Regions from separate parts of the Mus musculus genome. Here region 2 is linked to region 1. Evidence: chromatin contacts called from public HiChIP or PLAC-seq data. All regions are on one chromosome and are shown on one strand. Each heading gives the region's core, a stretch centred on a gene start, on an enhancer-like site or on the middle of the called end of the contact. The rest is flanking DNA. Distances are from core to core; before and after follow the strand shown. Region 1 holds the start of Bmp2 (bone morphogenetic protein 2). Region 2 has its middle 120 kb from the start of Gm39940.

Region 1 (5,413 bases), core at 1,215-3,714:
GGTCTCTGCTTCAGGCCAAACATGCTGAGCAGCCTCAACTCAAATTCGCTGAGGACGTCTTCCGAAGGCCGGGACAAGGGTCGGCTGGATGCCGCGGCGAACTTCTTGCGGCCCAGCTCTGGAATGAGGCCGGCCGCGCCGCCCAGGAGGACCTGGGGAAGCAGCAACACTAGAAGACAGCGGGTCCCGGCCACCATGGTCGACCTGCGGACAGGGCCGACGTGAGTCACCCACGTTCCCCGCCCAGTCCTCCGCCCGCCCCCGCGGCCTCGGCTCCCATAGAGCTCGCTGGCCTTCTCCAGGATGCCCTCCTGGCATGTCATATTCGCGGGCTACAGCCTGGATGATCAAGAGGATGGAGGACCCCCAAGTCCCAGCCGGACTTCTTACTTGGGGCTTGGTCTTAACTCCCAATTAAAAAGAGCATTGACCGTCTGTACCCTTTTCTTGTGACACTAGCTGGGAATGCGGGTGTCAGGAAGCTGGGAAGCCATAGGTTGGTCGGACACTGCATCCCTGACAAACTTATACAGTGCAGCGCTCATGTGCATATTAACAGACACAAATGCACAAGTGACTTCCTTAGAGGCGCTGTATACAATTTCCTGGTAGTTGAGCATATCAAACTTGTAGATTCAGTAAGCGCTAAACTCAAGATTACTGCTAATGACGCCACTTGCAAGTTGTGGCCTACGCCCCTAACTATTTAAGGTTGACCCACAGGCAACCCTGTCCCCCTTCCCCAGACTCCTGTGCAGTCAAGAAATCCATGCACCTTCCTGCAATTAACTAAATAGATAGTGTTTATGAATGCACGTGTAAGCTATGACACATTCGCATAGTCAGTAAACACACATGGAGAACCCCAACTTTTAGTATCTTCCTAAATGGGACCTACTTCTTAAGGATAGCCAAGGATCTCTAAGGCTTGGAGTACTTACTGGTCAGCAATGAACTAGTAAAATCTACTGGCCATACTCTTTAAATGGATTTCTGCATTTTTTTTTTTGAAAGCCCAAAACAGCCCTTATAATGTATCGAAAACTTGGGGAGGAGGAACCGGCTGGAGGAAGGTCGCAGGCCAGTGGGCAAGGCAGAGGGATCTGGGGTTTGGAATGCCTAACCCCTCTAGGGATCCGCTGCACGTGCACCGGGTGAGGGTATGTTTACGTCCACTCCACTCCACCAGTCCTCCCAGGCGCCCTGCGCCGTTGGGCGGGAAGCGGTGTCACCCGCCAGCCAACCCCGGGTCCCCGGCCCGTGTCCTCTACCTTTAGGAGACCGCAGTCCGTCTAAGAAGCACTAGGGGGCACGTCCATTGAGAGAGTCTCCACATGGAAAAAGCTCTGTCCGAGGGACCTGGAGCAGCAACTGGGCTTCTGTTGCTTTTCTTCGCCTCCTCCTCCTTCTCCGGGTGTTCTCCCTGTAGGGAACTGTGTCTTGGGGTGGGCCCAGCGGGCTGAGGAAGAGAGGTGATCGGGCTGGAGGCGGCAAGACTGGATCCGCCGGGCGAGGACACCGGCGCGAAGTGGGGAGCCCAAGTCACTCTCCCGGCAAGTTCAAGAAGTCTCCAGCCAAGTGCTGACACACAGCCTCGAGCAGGGGGAGGAGTGCGGGGCCGGGACGGGAAGGGAAGGCTGAGGCAAGGCTGCTGCTGTCGTCGGCCTCAGGGACCAGCGCTGGCGGGGCGCGGGGCTGGCTCCGGGACTCGCCGGGCGAGGGACGGACGTTCTGCGTTAGCTGGGCCGCGACCCATGGCTCGGGGCAGCCATCGTGGGCGATGCCGTGTCCGGGCAAGGGCGCAGCGAAGATCTGGGTGGCGGGCGGGCCGCCACTCTGCATCCCTCAGCCTGACTCTGGCGCACCCCCATCAGCGCTCGCCAGCAGAGCCCGCACGGCTGCGGCGCCCCGGCGTCCTGGGGCTCATTCTCGAGACAGTCCAGCCGCGCGTCTCGGGTTGCCAAACCGGGTGACCTCGCGCTCCGAGCCCTCGGGCCAAGTGTCTTTTGTGGCAGCCTGGGGTCCACTCACTCTTCCGCCCGCTCGCCTTGGGCGCTCACTCCTGGGTCAGAGTGGCCCCGCATTGAGGGTAAGACTGTGCTCCGGACTCCCGGTTCTTAGCGTCGGTCCGCGACTCTAGCTTCTCCCGGACAGCCGAGGCCACAGCGCCAGGCGCGCACAGTCTGGAGTTCCAACCCGTGTCGTGCCAGTCCCTCGAAGCCGCGGGTGACCCTCGCGTCTTTCGCCGGGAGGGCGTCCGGTGCCTGGTGTCGCCTGGGGAGGCTACGTCCGGGGCTGCCAATCCCGGGCGGGCTGTGGGAAGCGCAGCGGCGGCGGGCGCAGTGCGAGCAGGGCTCTGCGCGGCAGGGCGAGGACTCCGGCGGCGACGACGGAGGCGCCGTGGCGCGGCGCTCGCGGCTTTTAAAGGAGACGCCGCCTGCCGGCTCCCTCCCGGCCGTGGCCGAACACCTCCCCCTCGGAGGCGCAGCGCGCCGGGGATCCCCGGGCGGGCGGGAGCGGCGCGCAGGGGTGTGGACGGCGCGCCCTACGGGGCGGCCGCGGTGGAGCGGGGCGGGGCGAGCGCGCGGCCGCTAAGGGGTCGCGTCCCGGATGAGTGTGAAGCCGACCCCCGGGACCTGGATCCGCGCCCACAGCTGCGGGAGACTAGGGCAAATCCAGAGTCCACTGGCCTCTGAGTTCCCTCATTGGGCCAATATTCAACTTGAGTTTGAAGTTTTTAGGTAAGAGCACATTAAAAAGAAGAACAGAACTTACAAGTTATTAGACATTTTGGCAAAAATGTGAGCAAACGCTTCTGTTTTGAATGGTGAGAAGAAAATGTCGAGAAATAGCCGATACACATCTGAGTGCATTATTACATTTTATAAATATTCATACATTTATATTCAAATAAATGAATCTAATAAAAAGATGCATATATTTTATATGTATTTATTTATGTAAATTATAAAAATACGGGTACAGGTTTCTGAACATAGATACACACTTGTAAAGTGGACATCCCTTCTAGTGATGTGTGTGTGTGTGTGTGTGTGTGTGTGTGTGTGTCCATGTGAGGGGACAATGAGAGTTAATAGAAATTCTCTTTATAGAAGCGATCACTTCGATACTTGTGATATTTATCTTCCCTTCCACACCCACCTACTCCAGAGTCAGGTAACAAGACAATTCCGGTTTGAGACCTTTGAATTTTCTGCCTGGTCCTCTCTCTCCACTGGGTCTCCAGCAGTAAGGCTCTGGCTGTGGCCAAGCCAGTTTTCTTCCTCAGCTGGAAATGTCCCCAAAGCTGCTGAGCCAGGATTCTTTTTTGAAATCTTTCCATTTCTCCCTACATTCAGGAGCCTTCATAGTACCACCACTGGCTACCCACAGGACCCCCAAAACTATGGGCTGAGCATTCCTGTAGAAGACCAGAGTGAATAACGTTACGTTGTGAACCAGATCTTTCCAGTTTGCAAAGCAAAGACCGAGAAAGACCAGAAGCAGGGGCTTTAATGATTTTTTTACCCACGTGTGCTAGCTTTTCAGTCGGGGAGCTAAAATAACTCTAGGTTCGTTCACCTAAATCGGATTAGCAACCCACAGAGGGAAATTAGGCCCTGGCTGTTTCTAGAGCTGTAGAGGTCAAATAAGGTATTTTTGAAGGAAGGCTGTCTACAAGGGAAATTAAAGGAGAGGAAGGGATAGATCCAGCAATTTGCGATCAGCTACTGTATTCCTTTTTAAAACGTGTTGCAGAAGTTGTCACTCTGAATCATGAGACACCAAACAAGGCGGCAATAAAACACTCCACTCAGACGTGTAAGTGTGTAAGTCAAAAGGGCTGATCGCCTCTGAAGCCATTTCCTTCCCTATCAAGTTTAATTGAGAAGTTAACCATTGCTTCTGTCATCGCGGAGGCGGAAGGAGCAAAGCAAGAAACTCCGAACCTATATGAGATTTAAATGAGAAAGTTGCCTTTAATGAGGAAGAGAAAGCTGACAGCTGTTGGACCAACCCCAAGAAAAGATGAAAATGAAACCTTTGGTGATGACATCAACAATGCCTTGCAGCTTTGGGCCTCTGGAACACCAGAAGAGAGAGTTTGGCCGTTTAGGATATCCTTAGTAATCAAGTCTCTGAGGTAAAATGGATGCCTCTGGACAGTTACTCCACCTTGGTGGTGCCTGCTGGCTTCTTTTTTGTAGCCCAGAGAGGTGCTGCTAAAAAGCCTTTCCCAGGAACTTTCCTCAAGTTTGGCCCAATTTCTCTGAAGAGCACTCGACTGTTGTTTTTTTAGAGATGGCTGCCCTCTTGTGGTGGAAATGAGTGTAAACGCATGGGACCTAGAAGTGAATCCAGTTTAAATGAATTCTCTGTTCTTTGGAATACAGTGTAGATGGTCATGTTCAGTCCATTTTTCATGCAATTGAAATTGTAGAGAAGAAACAAATACAGAGACTTATTGCTTTTTACACTCTATGCTGGTGGCCTCCTCCCACCCACAACAAATAATGTGTGGTTACTTAATACTTTGAGGGGGTACTATCTGTCTTCTCTGAAAATGTACAGTGCTTGCGGACTTGCTCGATCTTACCATTAACAAAGTTTTTCTCAGTATCTGCCAGTTCAGAAGGCGAGAGTAGCTCTGGAGTAGCTCTGAATTTATCCTATTTAGCGTCTCTGTTAACAAATATGTAAGGGGTTTCCAGTGGCCAGGCAGTCCTGGGGCAAGCTAAGGTGAGAATTACAAGTCTGATCTTTGTAAGAAGGTCCAGACACAATGTATCAGAACACAGTCTACTGGTTAGGACTCTACATAAAGGAGGCTGCTGCTATTCTATTCTAGTCCGTTTTTTGCCAGGTTTTCAGGAGATATCGGAAATCCTCATTTGTGTGTGGACATGACCTGGGATGAAATTAAGTACTTAAAGAGTCATACTTTGGCAACTTTTCCTTGAGCAGTTCAGCCCAGATAATGTTTAATTTTATTGCATCCTGCAGCTATTAGCATTCAGCATTGTTCCTACTAGGTGGACCATTATGCAAATTCACATGAAAATAATGATCCCCATGTATTGTAAAGGTCACAGCAGGCGTGACATGATCCATCTACCTTGTAATTGTCATTCCATTGTAACCTGTGGCAACTCCCCTGAGAAACCTCTTAGCCTGTGCATCATTTGCTGCTGATGCGACACCCAACCCTGGCTCTCCTCACTCCTGATTCTTTCCTAGGGACCAGAAGCTACAGCCGAGAGTAGCATTTGCTCTACCTAGGGCTCACCTAGTCAGTGTTGGATTAGCCACAGTAAGAATGATGGGTGGAGTGATTTGTAGGCCAAACTAGGCCAGGTTGGCCAAGTCACATTGTTTTAGACAGCCATCAAATCTTGTTTAATTACCATATAGC
Region 2 (5,413 bases), core at 1,975-4,474, 310 kb before region 1:
AGGGTTGTGAGTTGTTTTGATATAATCATTTAGACTTCGTTGTCTATGTAATTAAAACAGCTTTCTATTTGCCTAAATTAATTGGTTAAAATTAAGAATTGTCAACTCTCTTATTCCCCATACTAAAGACTCTATTTTCTACATCTTAGATAGTCCTACATTAAATATCACTGAAAGCCACAGATGTGGGGCCCACCTATTCATTTACCAGTCACCCAGAGGTGATAAGAATGGAACGCAGTTATTCTCATCACTCAGACTCTCTGAGTAACTCTCAAAATGTCAGCAGTCTCCCTCTACCCCCACTTTCAATCACCAAATCTTGCTCATGTTAATATACCATGCTATAATATCACAGTAGTCCATAGTGTTTATTCTATATTACTGTTTCTGTTAGTGTGTGGTACATCATTGTTTCCCTTTAAAAGAAAAACATCAGAAGTTTGAACATCTGATTACTATATAATTTTGTTTTACTAGATGAAAAAAAACAATAAACATTGTAAATATAAAAATGACACCTGAAGGCGTGTCAGGATGCAGTTATATTGACAGGACAGTCAAAGCCCATGTGTTACAACCCCTCCAACCTATTTTTTTTAAGTCTTTATGATGCTGAGAGTCAAGTGATACTTATTCATGTTAGATATTTCGATAATTACTGTAGGATAAATCTTAGCTCTATAGCCTCTACCAAGTTTATGGGAACACAGAGAAACAGGAATCTGTACCTTGTCTGGCTTACCAAGAACTGCCCCATGACCATGGAATGTGGCTTTCTAACAGATCCATACAGAGCACTGAGTCAGAGCAAGGGAACATTGGAATCAGTAGACTACAGAATTGTCGGCAGACTATAACGTTGTCAGACTTACTAAACTGCAGACTACAGAAGGGAAGCACAATTGTGTTGGAATTTATTTTGACTACAGGAATGACCCCTAGGTCAATTGTCAGTCCCACACTTATAGAAACTATTGAACAATTGAGTCTCCTCCCTTTCTCTTCACATCCAAGGAAGGAAAACAAACAAACAAACAAAAACAAAAAAGAAAAAATAATCACTAAGTTTTAAGCAGCGATAGAAAACTGGGGGTGGCACCAGCTAAAGAATATCCGAAATGAGAACCCCAAGGTGCAGAGCAGAGTGCATATCAAATCTTGTTAACTGCTCTCATTAGAGCTGCACATTAGTTTAATATTAGAGCTTCAGGAGCAGTGTGGGTAAGAACAGCCAGCCCATCCATGGTCCCTGTACTTGCCTGTGCGCTATGCCAAGGGCAGCCATGCCCACAAGGGAGCAGAAGACTACTGCCTTTAGGCAGAAGCTGAAAGACACTGTCTGAGTAAGACTGACCATTTGCCCAAGAGCACATCCAGAGGTGTGCGGGGAGGAGGGAGATGAGAAAGGAAAGCAATGCCCTCAGTAGGCCAGTAGGTCAAAGCTCCTCAGCTAGAGGTGAGATTCCATGAGACCCTCCTCTGCCACACTGAAATTCGTTTGCGTGTTCATGTGTATAAAGGTCCTATATGTCTAGCAAATGGTGTTTGACTGGCGACATCTGTTGCAGTCTCTGGCTCTGACGATCTTTCTATCCTTTCTTCCCTGAGGATCCCTGTCATGGATCATGGGAGAGTAAGTTTGCTTCATGGATGTGGCCTCTGACAGGTTACCTACATTCCAATAGATGGTCCTCCATCCATATACATACAGGCAGCACTAAGTGGGTTTTGAGAAGAAGGAAGGGAGGGAGGTAAGTAGGGAGGGAGAGATAGAGGAGAGAGAGGTTGACATTGGGAATAAAAACTAGGGTGGGCTTGACCAAAACACACTATATTCATGTATAAACTTTTCAATGTAAAAATAGAAATCCACAAAAGAAGTCTCCCCTGAGGATACATAGAAGGCAAGTCTCCTACCAACCCAAAGGAATTCCACTGCACGCACATCTCTCCATCAACCTCTCTCTTGCCCTATTTGCTTCTCTTCAGAGCTGAAGTGCCTATGCCTGCCCCAGAGTCTCACATACACTTACCTCATTCATTCCATGATGTTAATGAATAAATCAAACCACCATTTTTGAAGTGTTTATTTTATGTCAAAATAATCTGTTTAAGAAAGAAACAAGCAAGGACACAGTAAACTGAAAAAAGTAATTGATCCAAATGAAAATGGATCATCTGGATTACAAAATAAAATCAGTGTAATTGTCTCTAGTAATAGTACAAAGCTTGGGGATAAGGTAGTGGGTGTGTGTGTGGGGGGGGGGTGAAGTGAAACCTGGCTTAGTTAAACTAAGCTAAATGTGCCAGGGTAAGCAGTTATCCTATAACTAAGCTACACCTCCACATTGCTGTGTGTGGTTTAATCATGCTTCTCCTGGTTTCCTTATGAACTTCAACAGCGTTAATTTATCTACAAACCGGTCATCACTAAAGTCCTTCCAAACTGATAATCTATGATTCTAATTCAAGCATAATTCTTGGGTTTTTTAGTTCTTATTAAATACAAACCGCCCCTGGATCTACACAGAGGAAACATGAACTGTTTGGGAAGTCTGGGAGATCAGTCAGATCTGAGACTGTGGAGCAGACCTGGCTGTCCCTGAACAGCACACAGCCTTGGTCATCGGGTAGTGTTTTTCACAAGGAGTAGCTAAGTTGTATGGGGTCATATAGACTGCAGGTGATAGCCACGAGTTTTAGCATTCTGTTCTGCTACTAAAAATACCTATAGGGAAAGGTAATATATTTTCTGGAGCTTTAAAACTCAAAAGAATGTCCCTCTTAGGATACTGTCAAGAGTCACAGAACTAGATTGTCAGGCAACCACGACTGGAAATGTCTCCCACCATCTCTTTTCTCTTAGCTTTATGTGTTAGCTATCGGGTTAAGTGCTACGGTACCAGCCCTCTCCCTGTCGCCAAAGAAGAGGATCTATCTTTGTAATGGTTTGTAAATAGAAAAAAATAATAAAACAGAAACAAATGACTCATTACCTTTGCCCTTCTTCGTAGGTTTAAATTTCAAGTGGTGAGTAACTCAGTGATCAGAGGCAGAGATTATGGAGCTGGATGGCAATTGATGAAGATGAGAAGCAGACTGTCCCTGAACAGTCTTTCCCTGCACACACACGTGCTTTCTCAAGCCCTAGCCCTCTCCTGCCCACGGATGGCAGGGTAGGATCTCTGCTTGGGTCTTTACCCTGAGTCATGAAGCACTAAGCCTAGAAATTGGTTTAGTGGTGAGCCAAAGGTCTTCTGAGGAATAGTCACCGCCTCACAGCAAGTGAGGCCATTCACAAATACACAAAGATGAGAGATGTCTAAGTCTTCCTCTTGTGCTGTGCCCTGATGAGTGGGAGGCAGTGTTCCGTGACACACAACTTCTCACCCACTGCATTGCCACTCACAGGGCATCTGGAACTGAAGGGACACTCTCATGTCTTCCCTGCTTCTTGCCCACTAAATGGGTTTCATTCTTCACCCTGTTTACACATTTCTTCAACAGGTTTGTCCTTTGTCAGCCCCCCTCCCCCAACAAAACAAACAAAAACTCTTTAAAAACTGAAACAATCATGAGACAGCTCATCTTTGGGGGAAGAAATTCAAATGAAAGGATGATGCATACCATCTAAACTTGTATACCATGGGGATACTCTCTGTGAGAAAAGCAGTGAATCTTTACAAGGTGGAAAAAACGAACGCCAAGCAGGAGGGGATTGGTTGGATCAGAGCTGGGTTATCTCCCATATCCACAAAATCACACACAGTTTTCATGTTCTCATTGCTCAGCTATGGGAGAAGTCCATGACTATGCTTGACAATATAATATGTAATTATGCTTTTGCATGGCCCAAAAAATGTCACTGTGAAAAGTCCATTTGTATTTTGATAGAAAAATTAGATGCAGTTTATGGTTTTGAAAGCACTTGTCCAAATGAGGAAAGAAAACCAAATTGCATCCATAACTTACTTAACAAATAATTAATAAAATTAAAAGGAAACAAAAAAAACCCTAAATCAACAAACAAACATGTGAATAGTAGCAACAGCAACAACAAAAAAGCCCCACTGTGTTACCACTGCAGTAAAGCCACCAGACAGAGTCAGAATCCGCTGCGAGATTCAAGTGCCTTCCACACCTCTATTCTGGAGACGTTATGCACATCAACAAGAAAATCCAGTGGAAGCCTTGAAGAAAGGGCAGTTTCCCACCCAAGCCCAAGTACCTGAACTGAGGTGATTAAACCTTGCTTCGAGACTCAGAGCTATGGAGAGCAGACTCTAATAGGTAACTCTGCAGATAAGAGCGGATGCCCCAGGCCTCTGTGGGAAGTGTTGTGTTTGAGAACTTTAGTCGATCTTGATAGACCAGCAGGCATCCACTTCCTAGAAGAGTGAGAAGAATCCTTTATGAAAACCCGCGGACAGGGCCATTAAGGTGACATGTTTAAGATCCTTCCTAGTTGTTGTCTCTAATAAGAGGCAAACAAGAAAATAAAGTAAGAAGTAGCGGCCAGAGAAAAGGGCAAAGATAAACAGAGGAGAGTGGATAGAAATTGTATATACGTTTTTTCCTCTGAGCGCACGTGTGTATGTGTGTGTGTGTGTGTGTGTGTGTGTGTGTGTGTGTGTGTGTGAGTGAGTGCGGGTGTGCATGTGTTTGTGTGTGTGTGTGTGTGTGTGTGTGTGTGTGTGTGTGAGAGAGAGAGAGAGAGAGAGAGAGAGAGAGTGTTTATGTGTAACTTGGTCAACTTCATTATCAATGAGTAGAGTATCTCAGTTCACTCGGGTTTGTAGCTGGAACTCCTATTCCAAAATAAGCCATTTGAATGGCTTATTTATTAAGGGAATGTTTGGGTAAAGGGATGAAATGAAGGCGTGATCTTTTCTCAGGGGTAGCTCCTCCAGATCGGAGCTAAGAACCAAGCTTGCCCTGAGCTTCACTGCCATGGACCGGGCCCAGTGGGTCCTCCTCAATCCGTGGGAATCAGGGGTTCCGGCAAATGGGCATAGAGTCGGCAGGAATTGGGGTGACAAACAGACTCGACACAAGGGGGTGTGGATCTGAATGCAATTTGTCAAATCAAGCATCAAACATTTTATACAGAAGAAAATAGGGAAGGTGACACAATGGCAAGGTACAATGAGGTTACTGGATTCTTACACAAAACAGAGGAATGCAAACACAAACACGGAAGGACTGGCTGAAACCAACTGGGATAAAATTCAACGTTAACAACTGGGATCAAAAACAGCTCCACCTAAGGTCCACTTAATCTTAGAAGCCAGGGGCATGGGCTTCGTGCCCTTGCCATAGTTCCTACTCTAGTTTATTGTATAGTCTACCTTCCCCCTAGGCCATTGTAAGTACTTGTATATGGGTATAAATCAGCTATCTATAATTCTAA

What was found. HiChIP or PLAC-seq counts read pairs in DNA pulled down with a chosen protein or histone mark.
Region 2: an H3K27ac HiChIP or PLAC-seq map of a colorectal cancer cell line shows a contact between it and region 1, with 5 times the contacts expected there. The contact joins the enhancer-like site here to the promoter of Bmp2 in region 1. A contact is called at or near these places in 11 of 39 promoter capture datasets (the SN4741 cell line, cranial neural crest, embryonic stem cells and 5 more), 2 of 484 Hi-C or Micro-C datasets (cerebellum and cortical neurons), 5 of 115 datasets of contacts at active chromatin or transcription factors (a colorectal cancer cell line, embryonic limb bud, embryonic stem cells and 1 more) and 1 of 9 other capture datasets (embryonic stem cells).

Annotation. Positions count from the first base shown.
Region 1 is chr2:133,549,210-133,554,622 of GRCm38.p6, reverse strand. It overlaps Bmp2 (bone morphogenetic protein 2), which reads right to left and starts at 2,464. Exons shown (of 3, transcript NM_007553.3): 1 at 1,272-2,464; 2 at 1-204. The coding sequence starts at 197. RefSeq lists promoters at 1,499-1,814, 2,304-2,502, 1,499-4,375 and a cis regulatory region at 3,476-3,486.
Region 2 is chr2:133,855,667-133,861,079 of GRCm38.p6, reverse strand. No RefSeq gene overlaps it. Among named protein-coding and RNA genes, the nearest start is that of Gm39940, 120 kb to the right of the region's middle. Within about 2 kb of position 3,224, at least 11 of the 459 cell types and tissues checked have an H3K27ac peak or open chromatin away from gene starts, as enhancers often do. A contact at or near this core is called in a colorectal cancer cell line, where this site is marked.